Regions from separate parts of the Danio rerio genome. Here region 2 is linked to region 1. Evidence: chromatin contacts called from public Hi-C data. All regions are on one chromosome and are shown on one strand. The core of a region is the stretch at or near the end of the contact, and the rest is flanking DNA. Distances in the headings are between cores, read along the strand shown. Region 1 holds the start of prdx2 (peroxiredoxin 2). Region 2 holds the start of rad23aa (RAD23 homolog A, nucleotide excision repair protein a).

Region 1 (7,454 bases), core at 3,465-5,964:
CATTGTTTTGCTGAAATGTCCACCCTGGTTTCATCTTCATCATCTGCTAATGTAGATGTTGGACTGAAGCAGCGAATATTCATTTACACTGACGATGGTTGCTAATAAACTAGAGAAAAAAAAGAGATTTCAGCAGCTGTCTGGGCTTTCCATGCTTTTCAACACCTTCCTTTCTTCGTGTGTTCAATACTTTTCCTCTGCGTCCTTTCATTTTATTACACTTAACTTAATTTGTAAACTAATTAGTTTAGTTTTCGTTGCATATGTGGATTTCTTTGATTATTACCATTATATATCGTATTAGAGGGTATTCATGTACAGTTGCTATGGGAGCCCCCAGGTTGATGTCAACAGAAGAACCGCCACTCAAAAGCGAAAGCAAATCAGCATTGAATTTTATCATTTTTTTCAGTGGCTTAACTTGCACAGATTATCTATTCACCTTAACGTACACATCAAAACTAACCATGTTGATTTTGTTAACTCGCATTGCTAGTTCTGTGTTGAACAATTTATCAGTGCATAGCAATAAGAAAATAAAATTATTTGCGTTTGTTTCTAAAATTGAAATCTAAAAATGCACTTCCTGTTTGTTTTCAGTTGAATTCTCACATTAAGTCTGTCTGAGGTATTGGGCCTGACTAACATACTTAACCACGCCCCTCCAGCTGTCAGATTTGACAACAAACAGAAATGGTGAGCAGGAGGAGTTTGTTAGGCTGTAATAACTCTCCCAAAACCCTTTTCCTTTTCTTTCTGAATGAAATGCCTACTTTAAGACATCCAATTAGCCATGAGTAGAAAAAGAAAACAAGCCACGCCCACTGTTGTCTCATTTATTATTCCGTTTCTGTAGGAACTGCATCACTATATGAAAAAAAAGACAGCCGCAGCTTCCAATTCATGCAGACTTTAGGAATAACAATGTGAGCTAGTAAATAAAGTAAATTTTGATTTCAAGTGGACTGAAAACCTGCTTTACTAGTCGTAGTTTGAAGGAGTTTACCAACCAGAGCGAAATGTTGTGGAAACTATGCTTTGACAAGCAGTTTTGTACACCAAAAATGTTTGTTTTGTGCTGATTTAATCTGACATAACATCACACTAGCCTTCTCTTCACTGAAATCTAGCATGCTGGTACCTTTGTAGCATGCTGGTGGAAATCATGTTGGGCGAGAGGATCTGAAGGGCCCAGCCTACGAAACTTTTGGCCTCATCGAGCTTCACAAACAGGTTCTCTCGCTCAGCCTCCGTCAGCGTCTTTGAGTCTAAATAGACAACAAATATACTGAAGATTTACACACATGCTCTCTAACAAAATATCCATTCATTCATTTTCCTTTGGCTTAGTCTCTTTATTCATCAGGGGTCGCCACAGCGGAATGAATCACCAACTATTCCGGCATATGTTTCACACAGTGGATGCCCTTTCAGCTGTAACCCAGTACTGGAAAACACCCATGCACACTCATTCACACACACACACTCATACACTTAAGCAAATTTAGTTTACCCTATTCACCTATAGCGCATGACTTTGGACTGTGGAGGCTCCTGGAGGAAACCTACGCCAACACGGGGAGAACTTGGAAACTCCACACAGAAATGCCAACTGGCACAGCTGGTACTCAAACCAGCGACCTTCTTGCTGTGAGGTAACGGTGCTAACCACTGAGCCACCATGTCACCCTGTAACAAAACATGCTGAATAATTCAGACCAACCTGCCACTTTTAAATTCTTTAGGTCTTCTTTTCTGGATACAGGGCAGAAGCATATGCCGTACACCATGGGTCCTGGAAAATAGTAACATATTTAATGCACACTCCAGTTTCAATCGGATATGAGCTTTTTTCCAGTGAAGATGACTCTCACCTAATACGGGTCCCCTGCCCGCCTCATCGATGCCCAGGCAGCAGTCCTCTGTCTTACACAAGTCTGGGATAGATGAAGACAAGCGGCAGCTCACAGAGTTGTCCGCCTCAAAATCACTCAGATCCATCACTAATAAAACAGTGAATATCATTTTAAAACATGTTAGATCAGTATATACAGTTGAAGACAGAATTATTAGCCCTCCTGTTTATTTTTTTCCTTAATTTCTGTTTAACGGAGAAAAGATTTCTTTAACACATTTCTAAACATAATAGTTTTAATAACTCATCTCTATTAACTGATTTATTTTATCTTTGCCATGATGATGACAAAAAGTAAATAATATTTGACTTGATATTTTTCAAGACATTTCTATGCAGCTTAAAGTGACATTTAAAGGCTTAACTAGGTTAATTAGGTTAACTAGGCAGGTTAGGGTAATTAGGCAAGGTATTGTATAACGATGGTTTGTTCTGTAGACTATCGAAAAAATATAGCTTAGGAAGGCTAATAATTTTGAACTTAATTTTTTTTTTAAAAACTGCTTTTATTCTAGCCGAAATAAAACAAATAAGACTTTCTCCAGAAGAAAAAAATAATATCAGACATACTGTGAAAATTTCCTTGCTCTGTTAAACATAATTTGGGACATTTCTTAAAAAGGAAGGTGCTAATAATTCTGCTGGATAAGTTGGCGGTTTATTCCGCTGTGGTGACCCTTGATGAATAAAGGGACCAAGTTGAAGAAAATCAATGAAGCTTATCTTGAAAGGCACCTTTTAGAGTGCTATTTAAATAATATTTAAAGGAAAGAAAATTAAAGCAATATTCTAAAATTATAAAATATGAACAATATTTTGAAGGAGGTTCAATAAAGTGCTAAAATAAACTTAAAGCTAACCATTAAACTTACGTGTCGTATTTCCATTATTTATTTTCTTGAACTTGTATAAATCCTAAAGTTATAATGAATGAAGTAACCTAGTGTTTGACAGAGAAACTCTCTAAGCATTTAAACTTATCTAGAACTTATATCGTTCATTTAAAACACAATATAAAACAGTACAGTACATCATAGATGACTGTTAACAATATATGATCTGATTACTGAGAGATAACGTTATATACATTCATTCATTCATTCATTCATTTATTTTCTTTTCGGCTTGGATCGTTTTATTAATCTGGGGTTACCACAGCGGAATGAACCGCCAACGTATCTTGTATATGTTTAACGTAGCTGATGCCCGTCCAGCTGCAACCCATCTCTGGAACAACGTTATATACATAAATAATACAAATATTGTGCGAACAATGAGTAGTGAGTACATGCGGTTTTACTCTTAAATGCTAACTTGAAGTGTACACAAATACATTCTAGAACAATTAGCTTAATCGTAAAAGTGATTGTAAACAGAAGCATAAACAAGTTGGACGAACCTGAATGTGTGTGCAGCGCGCTTCAACCGGAACTACAGAATTGGCGCGAGTCTGACGGTACAGCGTGACCTTTGACCGACAATATTAAAAAGAAACGAACGTATTTGTTAATTCATTGATAAATGCAAGACATTCTGTAACACACACACAAAAATCGTGTAATGTTCAAAATCATGAAGTGAACGCGTTTAACTGTATGCCTCCTCAACTCAACGTCGCAAGGGCTTGTGGGAAATGGAGTTCAAATATTTTTTATTTTGTCGACTTCGTATATGTATGTATGTATGTATGTATGTATGTATGTATGTATGTATGTATGTATGTATGTATGTATGTATGTATGTATGTATGTGTTGAAAAGCAGAATTCGGTTGATTTTTGTGCTATTAGTTTATGTTGTGGAGGTGAAGCTTGACTAAAAAAAAAATAATAAATGAACTATACTTCACCATGGACAAGAACAAAAAACAACATACCAAATATATATTTATAAGCAAAATGTGGTGAATTTTTAAATATATTTTAATCCTGCTTTGAAATTATGGAGGACGAAACCTACAAAAACAATGAATGAAGAAACATGCAAATAAATGAACGAATACACAAATTCCTGCATAAATAAACAACTTATAAATAAATAAATATGCAAATTAATAAAAAAATGAATAAGCAAATACACAAAATCCTGCATAAATGAAACAATAAATAAATACACAAATAAATAAATATATGAATAAATAAATACACAAATACCTGTATAAACGAAACAATAAATAAATAAATACGCAAATAAATAATTAAATGACTAAAAAAATACACAAATCCCTGCATAAATAAAACAATAAACAAATAAATACGCAAATATATATATATATATATATATATATATATATATATATATATATATATATATATATATATATATATATATATATATATATATATATATGCATATTTATTTATTGTTTAATTCATGCATGAATTCGTGGATTAATTAATTAATTAATTTAATTGACTGTGACGCCCTATTTATTATTTATTTTTTATTGTTTTTGCAGGTTTCGTCCTTCATAGGCTTACAATAAATATAGGAAAATAAAAGTGCAAAGCACAATTACAAATAAATTACAATACTAATAATAATAATGAATTTTGATCATTTAATTTATTTAAAAATATAATAATTATTATTTTTTTTATATTAGGTTTAAGGTTTTCAAAGCTTCAAAGCCTTTTTGTTTACAAATTATATACATACTAAAATAAATGTCTTTGTATTTTATTAGTTTAATATTTTACAAAGTAAGGAGCAGAAAAAATTATTTTTGAAAAAAATAATTAAGCCAAAAAGTGGGCGGTGCCGTGAACCACGTCGCTCCCCCCTCTTCTTACGTAGAGCCGCTGCTCGCTGGTTTTAGAGCAGGTCGCGCGGTTGCCACTTCCTGTGCGCGTGCATCAAGGCAAAGAGAACTTTCTCGTCCACACAGAACAGGTAGGTTTTAAATACGGATATATTAACTTTAATCTGCACATTTTGAACGTTTATATAAATGTACAAATGCTTAATGAGTAGTTTTGTTGAGTACTACAGAACAAAAGAGCGCGTGTGAAACGCCGGCGTCATTTTTATATGTTGGATTTAAGTTACACTTGATAACGGAGTGAAATATATTAATGCATATATTATTATTATTATATATCATGCATGCGTTCACTTTAAGTAGTATACGTTATATGATTCGCATTATGCTACTTTTATGTAACATCATCCCACTTGAACTTGCTTTAGCTCGCGAGGCTAAACGCAGATATTGTGTATATTACTCATTTTGATATCTAAAAGCATCATGCATTCTTCATATGCATTGCTTCTCCTCTCACATTTCCAGAAACTTGATATTATAATTGCTGAACGAGACTTTTATAGTAAAGCCCTACATTAGCACACTTGTCTCGGCCTTTTCCTTTTGTCTTTTACTGATAATTTCCAGGGCAAAGTCTGAGGGTCGTTGACACATTGGTGCATTTGCTGGGGTCTGATATGATTTTAGCAGAGATACTGAAATGTCAGGCGTTATCAGAGAGTGCAGGGCCACAAGTAAGCGTTTAGGCGACCTCTGGGATGAGTTCACCACATAAAACGCTGTTAAAGTCTTTATTTTAAGCTTAGAAATGGATAAATGCACATTAGTACTGTCTTTAGTCGGTGATTTGGGTGAAAGACCGCTCTGAAGCCCTTCTTGAATTAGTTTCTTAGTAGCCCATTGTTCAGAACAACTGACTGCGTCATGTGACCTGCAGTGTGTGGTCTGCTGCAAGGCTATTGCATGCATTATTCAGGGATACTTTGTGTTTACGGCGTGAGAAGTTACTTATTTTTTAATGTTTTTAGTTAGATGAGCTTAATTATGTTCAATGAGAAATAAGAACAGAACTGACTGTACACAGGCTTAAAATTAAAATGGATAACAGAAAAATAAAAGTACAAAGAACAATGTTTAACGCAAGGTTTACAATAATTATGAAGAGGTCAGCGATAACTATAAGTCAATCCTATATGTATAACTATTATGTATAAGTTGAATTATTATATTTTTATTATCTCTACCACAGTACCAACAAGCAATCTTCAAGATGTCTGCTGGAAACGCTAAGATCGGTCAGCCTGCTCCTCAGTTCAAGGCCACAGCAGTGGTAGATGGACAGTTTAAAGACATTCAGCTCTCAGACTACAGAGGTGTGTGTGTGTTTTGTAGATTAGCACAGTTTCTTTTCTAAATGTCATTTAAATGTCAGTGTGAACCACATTTACCTTCCTTTACATCATGATGATATGAGCCAACTCTTTCTGGATGTCTCTAAATGAACTGTTTTTAAGTTTGGTGTCAGTTTGAACCCATTTTTCTCTTTTTTTTTTTTCTTCAGGGAAGTATGTTGTGTTGTTTTTCTATCCTCTTGATTTCACCTTTGTGTGTCCCACCGAGATCATTGCGTTCAGCGAGCGGGCAGCAGAGTTTCGTAAAATCGGTGTGGAGCTCATCGCTGCCTCCACAGACTCTCATTTCAGCCATCTAGCATGGTGAGATTCCCTATTTCTGTATTGAACACATCTGGAAAAACTCTTTAAAGTACACTTAAAAAGACTAACCATATTGATTGTGTTGGCTCACATTGTTAGCTGAATTTGGTGAACAATTCATCAGTGCATGTCATTAAGCAAAAAAAAAAAACAGTTTGCCTTTGTAATCTTTCATTTAAATCTGAAAAAGCACTTCCTGATTGTTTTCAGTTAAATTCTCAGATTACATCTGCCTGAGGTATTGGGCGTGGCTAACATACTTAACCACGCCCCTTCAGCTGTCAGTTTTGACAACAAACAGAAATGGTGTGCAGGAGACATCTGTTAGGTTGTAATAACTCTCCCCAAACCCTGATCCTTCTGAATAAAATGCTTACTTTACTACATCCAATCAGCTCTTGGTAGAAAAAACAAGCTACGCCCACTGTTTTCTCATTTATTATTTAGTTTGTCTAGGAACTGCATCACTATATAAAAAAACAGTCTCAGCTTCTGGTTCATGTGGACTTTAAGGTGCTTTGCACACTGAATCTGACATTTTCACATGCAAAAAAATGAATTCAACCTCATATTCATACCATTTTAGCCACTAAAACACAGACCTTCAACTCTCTCGTACTATTTTAGCCACTAGATGGCAGCCTACAACCACTTATTATTTGGTCATTGCATTTGTAGATCTTAGTTTTTTTAATTTATTTTTCATTTCATTCAGTTTAAAGTCACTGAAATTCCAGTTAAGGTTACATTCTGACATGGTATAAACACTTAATGCATTTGAAATCAAATTTAGACCAATTTATACACAATATTTTCCAGTCATTACATTCTGTTTTTGTGTCAGTCTTAATTTGGGGGTTGTCATGGACATGAATAGCATAAATGTCATAAATGCTTGAACCCTACCAATTGCCACATATGGTAGGCCTTTCACAGCAATCAATATATCGACTTATCCTGCAATACTTGGATATAAACTCATATTTTTTGCTGTTGCAATAAATATTAACAAATTCATAAATAACGTTAAAGCCATTTTACAATGACGTTTACATTCTACC
Region 2 (7,454 bases), core at 2,372-4,871, 410 kb after region 1:
TTTGACGACTCCATCTCTCAAATTTGAACTTTTACGTCTAAATTACACCTCGTTTTTTAACTATTTTTTCAGTAAATACAAACCTGCTTAATAATTATGAAGACATGCAGCTTCCAGTCCTCTTTAAAAATTTTATGTGACTTATTTGATTATACTTAACTATATACTTTTAAATTATGTTATTATAATAGTTATTAATACCCAGAGATGGGTTGCACCTGAAAGGGCATCCGCTGCGTAAAACATGTGCTGGATAAGTTGGCGGTTCATTCCGCTGTGGCGACCCCAGATTAAAAAAGGGACTACTGCCTAGTTCAGACTGCGTGATTTTAGCCCCGATTTTGGCTCGCCGACAGGTTTTGAGAAATCGCCGACAAATGCCTGAAATCACAGGCAAATCGCTGCTCGTGCACGTGAGTGACAATCACACAGTATGAACTTTTAAAGACGCAATCTGAGAGAATCGCCGATGAGTCGCCGATGCCTGTGAGATGTTTGGCGTGCTAAATATCTGGAGCTGTCGGCGATTCAAATCATGCCGTGTGAATTGAGTTTTGACTGAAAATAACATCAGCCATCACCTACAGCCAATGAGAGAGCAGCTTTCACTTGTGTGTGCGTGTGTGTATACCTGCTGCAGCCCAGCGGGAGGCTGGGGAGAAGTTAAAAGCGCTCTTTTTTGGTTTATTTGGACCCACGAAATGGAGGAAAAACTAGAGGAGGGTTGACAGGACTCAGGAGCAACTGTGTCTGTTTGACGTTTCATACAGAAAGAAATTTGTTTATCAACGTTTAGGAGAAATGGCTAATTCCCTTTAAACCCAGGTGAGCAAATATGTACATGTTCTACCCCATTAAAGGCTTCTTTCTCATTATGTAGTTAATAACAAAAGATATACTACGTGTTTTTGGCTGTGAGACGTAGTTTGGACGAAGTTGTCGGCGATTCTTTCTATAGTAAAGTCATGCAATGTGAAAGTCCCTGTTGCCGATCCATCTTGCAGTGTAAACAAAGCAGCGACGAAACGCTAGCCCAGATAGTCATGCAGTGTGAAAACATCTGTGACACGACTACTTTGAAAATCATGCAGTCTGAACTCGGCATAAGACGAAAAGAAAAAGATTGAATGAATGAATAGTTATTAAGATTTATGTGGCTTAGAACAGTGGTTCTTAAAAATTTTCATCAAGTACCACCTCAGAAAAAAATGGTCTCTCCAAGTACCACCAAAATAAGCAGTATTGAAATACTGTAGCATAGTGGGCCCCAGTGTAACAGCTACAGCTCTGTACAGTTTAAAAATGAGGCAATTAATTTGTATTATTAAGCGTATTATCGTCAGACACTTTAAACATTATAAATAGTTTGAACATTAACCCTGTACTGTGCTTATACGTAAAAAAATGTCAACATTAAAATTAAAATGTGCTTTTAAAAGTTAAAAATGACAGGTTACTGTTCTTAAAGTTAAAAAAAACTCCTGTACTTAAATGTAAAGTATCAACACCTGGAAATATAGGCTACATTTCATCATATATAATCATTTTTGAGACATTTTTAAATATATGTATGTACATATGACATTTTTGATTCCTCTGCGTACCACTAGAAGTAAGCCCGTGTACCACAGTTTGAGAACCACTGGCTTAGAAAATTGACTTTGGTAACAATTATACATGTTTTAAATACATTTATTTAGTAACTTTCAGGCTGGAAATGCAGAGATAGGCTCCATTTCATGTACCACTATTTGAAGATATTACAATATTTTCCTTATATGAATCTGGCAGTACATTATGACAACTACATCGCTCTAATTTTAACTTAATATCTCATTTTTTGATTATTTTACCAGTAAAAAGAAACCTGCTTCATAACTGTGAAGGCATGTAGCTTCCAGGCCTCTTTAAAAAAATAATCATCACTTATTTGACTATACATAACTATATACTTTTTAATTATGTTATTGTGATAGTTATTTAGATTTATGTGGCTGGGAATATTGACTTTGATAACAATTATACATGTGTGTGCATGTTTCCATATATGAATCTGGCGGTACGTTAGGACGACTCCATCTCTCAGATTCGGATTTTATGTCTAATTTACATCTCTTTTTAACCAGTAAATAGAAACCTGTTTAATAACTATGACGTGATGTATCTTTCAGTCCTCTTTCAAAATTGAATATTACTTAATTGATTTAATGTAACTTAATACTTTTTTTTATTATGTTATTGTAATTGTTGTTAGGATTTATCTGGCTTGATATATTTACTTCGGTAACAATTACATGTTATAATCCATTTATTTAGTAATTTTTGGGTTGGAAATGGAGGGATAGGCTCCATTTCTTGTACAACTGTTTAAAGAATGTACAATATTTTCCATATATGAATCTGGCAGTACATTTTGACGACTCCATCGCTGTAATTTTGACTTTATTTCTTGTTTTTGGACTATTTTACTAGTAAAATTAAACTTTTATAACTATGAAGGCATGTAGCTTCCAGTCTTCTTTAAAAAACTACATCACTTATTTGATCAGACATAACTATATACTTTTTATTGTGCTATCACAATATTAAGATTTATGTGGCTTGGAATATTGACTTCCGTAACAATTATACATGTTATCATCTATTTATTTAGTAGCTTTCAGGTTGGAAATGGAGGGATAGGCTCCATTTCTTGTACCACTGTTTGAATGTTACAATATTTTCCATACATGAATCTGGCAATAAGTTTTGACCAATTCATCTCTCAAATTTAGATTATTTAAGTCTAAATTATATCTCGTTTTTACCAGTAAATAGAAACCTGCTTAAGAATAATGAAGACATGCATCTTCCAGTCCTCTAAAAATTAAACATCACTTATTTGACTATACATAACTTTATACTTTTTATTAAGTTATTGTATAGTTATTAAGATTTATGTGGCTTGGAATATTTACTTAGATAACAATTATACACGCACAGTATGTTACATATAATCGATACTATACACAAACCTAACGACAAACTATCGCGAGTTGCATTAATCGTCATACTACACTATACAGACCTTCATTTTCTATCTATCTAACTGTTACTTATTAATATCTAATATATACCAATATAATACCTATCTATCTATCTATCTATCTATCTATCTATCTATCTATCTATCTATCTATCTATCTATCTAACGTTATCTATCTATCTATCTATCGTTAATGCTTAACACGCCCAAATGATCCCCAGTGACTCATAAATGAATTAACGCTCCTTGTCATCTTTCTTAGCTCGAAATGTACAGCTATCGTTGATATGTATGTGCTTCGAACACTTATCCATGTCGTTAACGCATTATAACAAGCGTAAATAAACCGTTAATACCGTCTGCTCATCGTCGATGTCTATTTGAATGGTCTGCTGCTGCAATGTCTTCAGTGTGATCTGCATGACTGCTGTGTCTTCGTCTTCTCCTTACTTCTCGATTCTGGACCTTCGTACAGGTTTATGTCCCGAGGAAATGTTTGAGTTTGAAAGCCAAGGACAGTTAATGGACGTTAAAAGATGTAGCTCTCTGGCTAACAGGCTAAAAACACGCCTGTCTGCGTCATTTCTTCGGTGGTGGTGCGGAGAGGCGGAGTTTTGACGTACTGACATCACTCGGAAATGAGGGGAATTACGGTTTGAAGCGCTGAGCTACACTCACCGGCCACTTTATTAAGTACACCTTCCTAGTACCGGGTTGGACCCCCTTTTGCCTTCAGGACCGCCTTAATCCCTACCTGGCATAGATTTAACAAGGTACTGGAAATATTTCTCAGAGCTGCACATCCATGATGTGAATCTCCGGTTCCACCACATCCCAAAAGTGCTCTATTGGATTGAATGCTGGTGACTGTGGAGGCTATTTGAGTACAGTGAACTCATTTACATGTTCAAGAAACCAGTCTGTGGAGTTGACACGATGCTCAATTGGGACTAATGGGCCCAAAGTGTGGCAAGAAAATATCCCCCACACCATTACACCACCACCAGCAGTCTGATCTGTTGATACAAAGCAGGATGGATTCATACTTTCACGCTGTTGATGCCAAATTCTGACCCGACCATCTGAATGTCACAGCAGAAATCGAGACTCATCAGACCAGGCAATGTTTTTCCAGTCTTCTTTTATCAAATTTTGGTGAGCCTGTGCGAATTGTCATAAAATTTGCGTTAATGAGCATCTGGACAGGTGTACCTAATAAAGTGGCCGGTCAGTGTATAATAGGGCTAAATAACATCATTGTCATTCTATATAAATCAATGGTTTGAACACTTGCCTTAGACACAAAACATTTTAATTAAGCATAATTTGTAACACTTCGATAAGGTTGCATTAGTTAATGTTAGCAAATGTGGCTACGAACATGAATAAATAATGAACAATACATTTATTACAGTATTTATTTATCTTTGCTAATGAAATGAAGTTGCTCATTGTTACTTCAAGTTAACTCACAGTGCATTACCAAAGGTAACAAGCATGTGTTTGTACATAATTATTAATAAATGCTGAAGTATTTTTCATTAAGTAATTTAATACATTCATTCATTTATTTTCTTTTTGGCTTAGTCCCTTTTATTACTCCGGGGTCGCCACAGCGGAATGAACCACCATCTTATTCAGCACATGTTTTTTCTACGCAGCGGATGCCCTTCCAGCTGCGACCCATCTCTCAGAAACTTCACACACACACTCAATCACACTCACACACTATGGACTATTTAGCCTAGCCAATTCACCTGTAACGCATGTCTTTGGACTGTGGGGGAAACCGGAGCACCCGGAGGAAACCCACTTGAATGCGGGGAGAACATGCAAACTCCACACAGAAACACCAACAGACTCAACCAAGACTCGAACCAGTGACCTTCTTCCTTTGAGGCGACAGCTCTACCTACTGCGCCACTGCGTAGCCAATATAATACATTAACCACATAAACTAATGAAACTTTACTGTAAAGCTAACATACATGAATAAAATTTTATTTATTTATTGTATTTAACCAACTTACTGGATAGATGTTTTGTTATCATCTCTATATTTAAACATATTCATATATATATATATATATATATATATATATATATATATATATATATATATATATATATATATATATATATATATATATATATATATATGGTTTTAGTAATAATCTAGAATGTATCTAACAACTTTCAATGTCCACATCCTTCTTTAAAGCTTCATTACAAACATATGAATTATGATGATTTTCATATTTATCGCTCGTGCTAGACATAAAAAGTCACCCTACGAATGACTACATTACCCACAATCCGCAGATCGACTCACTTCCGGTCCAAGAGTTTGTAAACAATGAAAGCAGATATGGAGTCGTCAAGAGGTCTTACCTAAAAATATTGCTCTGTACAGTCCACTGTAGATGCGTTTTACATGACGTGCGTGTCGTTTACAGTCGTGAGGATTAAACCAAGCGGGATGTACGCGTTTACAAACACTACGGCTTTTTAAAACGTATATTTGGTGAGTGAAAATCGGAGCGCTGGCTGTTGAGGCGGTTGTTTGTTTTTTCAGACTAACGTTAGACAGACAGCAGACACAGCGGGCTGCGGAAAGCGAGCTCCCTGAACACAAGAGGAGCCTGGCGAGTTCGTAAAAGCCACATAGACGTGATTTTGGAGGGTTTGTGTTGTCGTGCAGGGTCAGCTCAATGGGGAACTGTCTGTCTTCTCAAGGCGCTGATGATCTGTCCCTGCTCAACGAGTCCGAGGGGGCGAGTCTGCCCGGAGAGCCTCCGCCACCATACCAGGTAACTTAAAACAACAAACAAAAAATACAATATAACTGTACTGTCCCACACACACAAACAAACATCCAGCTGTCTGCGATACAATACTGACAGGCTCAGAATGTTTTGACCACTTCAATGTGGTGGTGGACTTCTAGTCAAGTTCAAGTTAATGTATTTATAAACAGGGTTTCTGCGGGGTTTTAAAATGTATTAAGTTTTAAAAACTAAAGTTTAGGCCTTAAAAAGTTTTTAATTCACTGAAATATTGTCTTGAAGGTCTTTAATCCTTTTAAACAATTCTTTATTTTCATCTGTCCGTGTCTTCAACCACCAATAATTATTCATCTTAAAAAAACCTTCAACCAAACTCTGTATTATACTAATATGTTTTTTTTTTGTTTTGTTATTGTGGGAATGTTAACATGTGCATGTATACAACTAGGGTTTGCTTGTTTTGATACATCATTTTAAATATGTGGCAAAAAAAATAACTTCTTAGATTTTTGGTGGATGAAGCAAGTAAACCTTTTTTTCCACATGACCAACCGGAAGAAAATTCCTTAGTGTTTAGCCCTGTATAAATCTGAAGTTACATTTATAATGGTCTTCAAAAGTCTTAAATTTGACTTCGTGAAACCTGCAGAAACTCTGTATAAATCACATTTAAAAACAGTCACAAGTCTGACCGAAGTGCTGCACATAGGTCAAAGTAAAATAAAAAATACAGAATATAAAAACATAAAAATAAACCAAGAGAAATGACTGAATACTTTTAAAAATGAACCAGTGGAAAAGACTATTAAAATAGTATTAAAAAGCCAAGCTAAATTGGTACTTTTTTATTTTTTTATTTATTTATTATTATTTTTTTATTAGTTTCATCTTAGGTCAGATAATAAAATATACACAATATTGACACACATAGATATACGCACTGATACAATTCACCAAACTAAAAATTATCAGAAAAATATTATACACTAAATAAGAATATAAATAAAAGTATACCCCATATATACTTAAAGATATACAAACATACAATAACATAAAAATAAGAATAATAAATAAATTAATACATTAATTTATATGTTATACAAAGAAAATAAAGGGAAAAAAGGGCACTTAAGATATAGGTGTCTCCTGAAATGTTTTTGAAACTGTTCTGGCTTTTGTTTTATTGCGAACCGAATCGTTTCCACTTGAAGAGCATGTCAGAAATCAAAACCCATTGCCGATAAGAAGGGGGAGCTGCTGACTTCTAATTCATAAGAATAAGTCGTCTAGCCAGTAAAGTTGCAAAGGCTACACAATCAGCCTGTAATTAATTTAATTCAACATATTCTGGCAGGATCCCAAACAGTGCTGTTATGGGGTTTGGGTCTATTGACATTGAAAATACAGCAGAAAAACACCTAAAGACTTTCCCTCAAAAAGGCAGACAGTTTTAATCAAGACTGGAAAGTAACCGTGTGGCTGGGTTGGTTGTAAAGCAAAGGCATGTTGGGACAAGATCAGAGAAATTTTTATTCAGTTTACTTCTAGACCAGTGTACTCCATGCATGACTTTGAATTGAATGAGAGTATATGCCTAGCAGTTATTGATGATGAATGTATTCGTGCAAGAAAAAGATCCTGAT

Evidence for each region. Hi-C and Micro-C count contacts between places; a contact is called where the count stands out from the background.
Region 2: a Hi-C map of hematopoietic stem cells shows a contact between it and region 1, with 3 times the contacts expected there. The contact joins the promoter of rad23aa here to the promoter of prdx2 in region 1. A contact is called at or near these places in 2 of 18 Hi-C or Micro-C datasets (caudal fin and hematopoietic stem cells) and 2 of 4 datasets of contacts at active chromatin or transcription factors (caudal fin and embryo).

What each region holds. Positions count from the first base shown.
Region 1 is chr1:55,040,209-55,047,662 of GRCz12tu, forward strand. prdx2 (peroxiredoxin 2) reads left to right here and starts at 4,715. Exons shown (of 6, transcript NM_001002468.2): 1 at 4,715-4,806; 2 at 5,928-6,051; 3 at 6,240-6,393. The coding sequence starts at 5,949. rnaseh2a (ribonuclease H2, subunit A) reads right to left here and starts at 3,530. Exons shown (of 9, transcript NM_200226.2): 1 at 3,315-3,530; 2 at 1,875-2,003; 3 at 1,724-1,795; 4 at 1,142-1,268. The coding sequence starts at 2,001. LOC141375080 (a long non-coding RNA gene) reads left to right here. Exons shown (of 4, transcript XR_012382231.1): 4 at 601-958.
Region 2 is chr1:55,448,832-55,456,285 of GRCz12tu, forward strand. rad23aa (RAD23 homolog A, nucleotide excision repair protein a) reads right to left here and starts at 3,622. Exons shown (of 9, transcript NM_001003739.1): 1 at 3,382-3,622. The coding sequence starts at 3,447. It overlaps rnf11a (ring finger protein 11a), which reads left to right and starts at 5,410. Exons shown (of 3, transcript NM_201021.1): 1 at 5,410-5,835. The coding sequence starts at 5,737.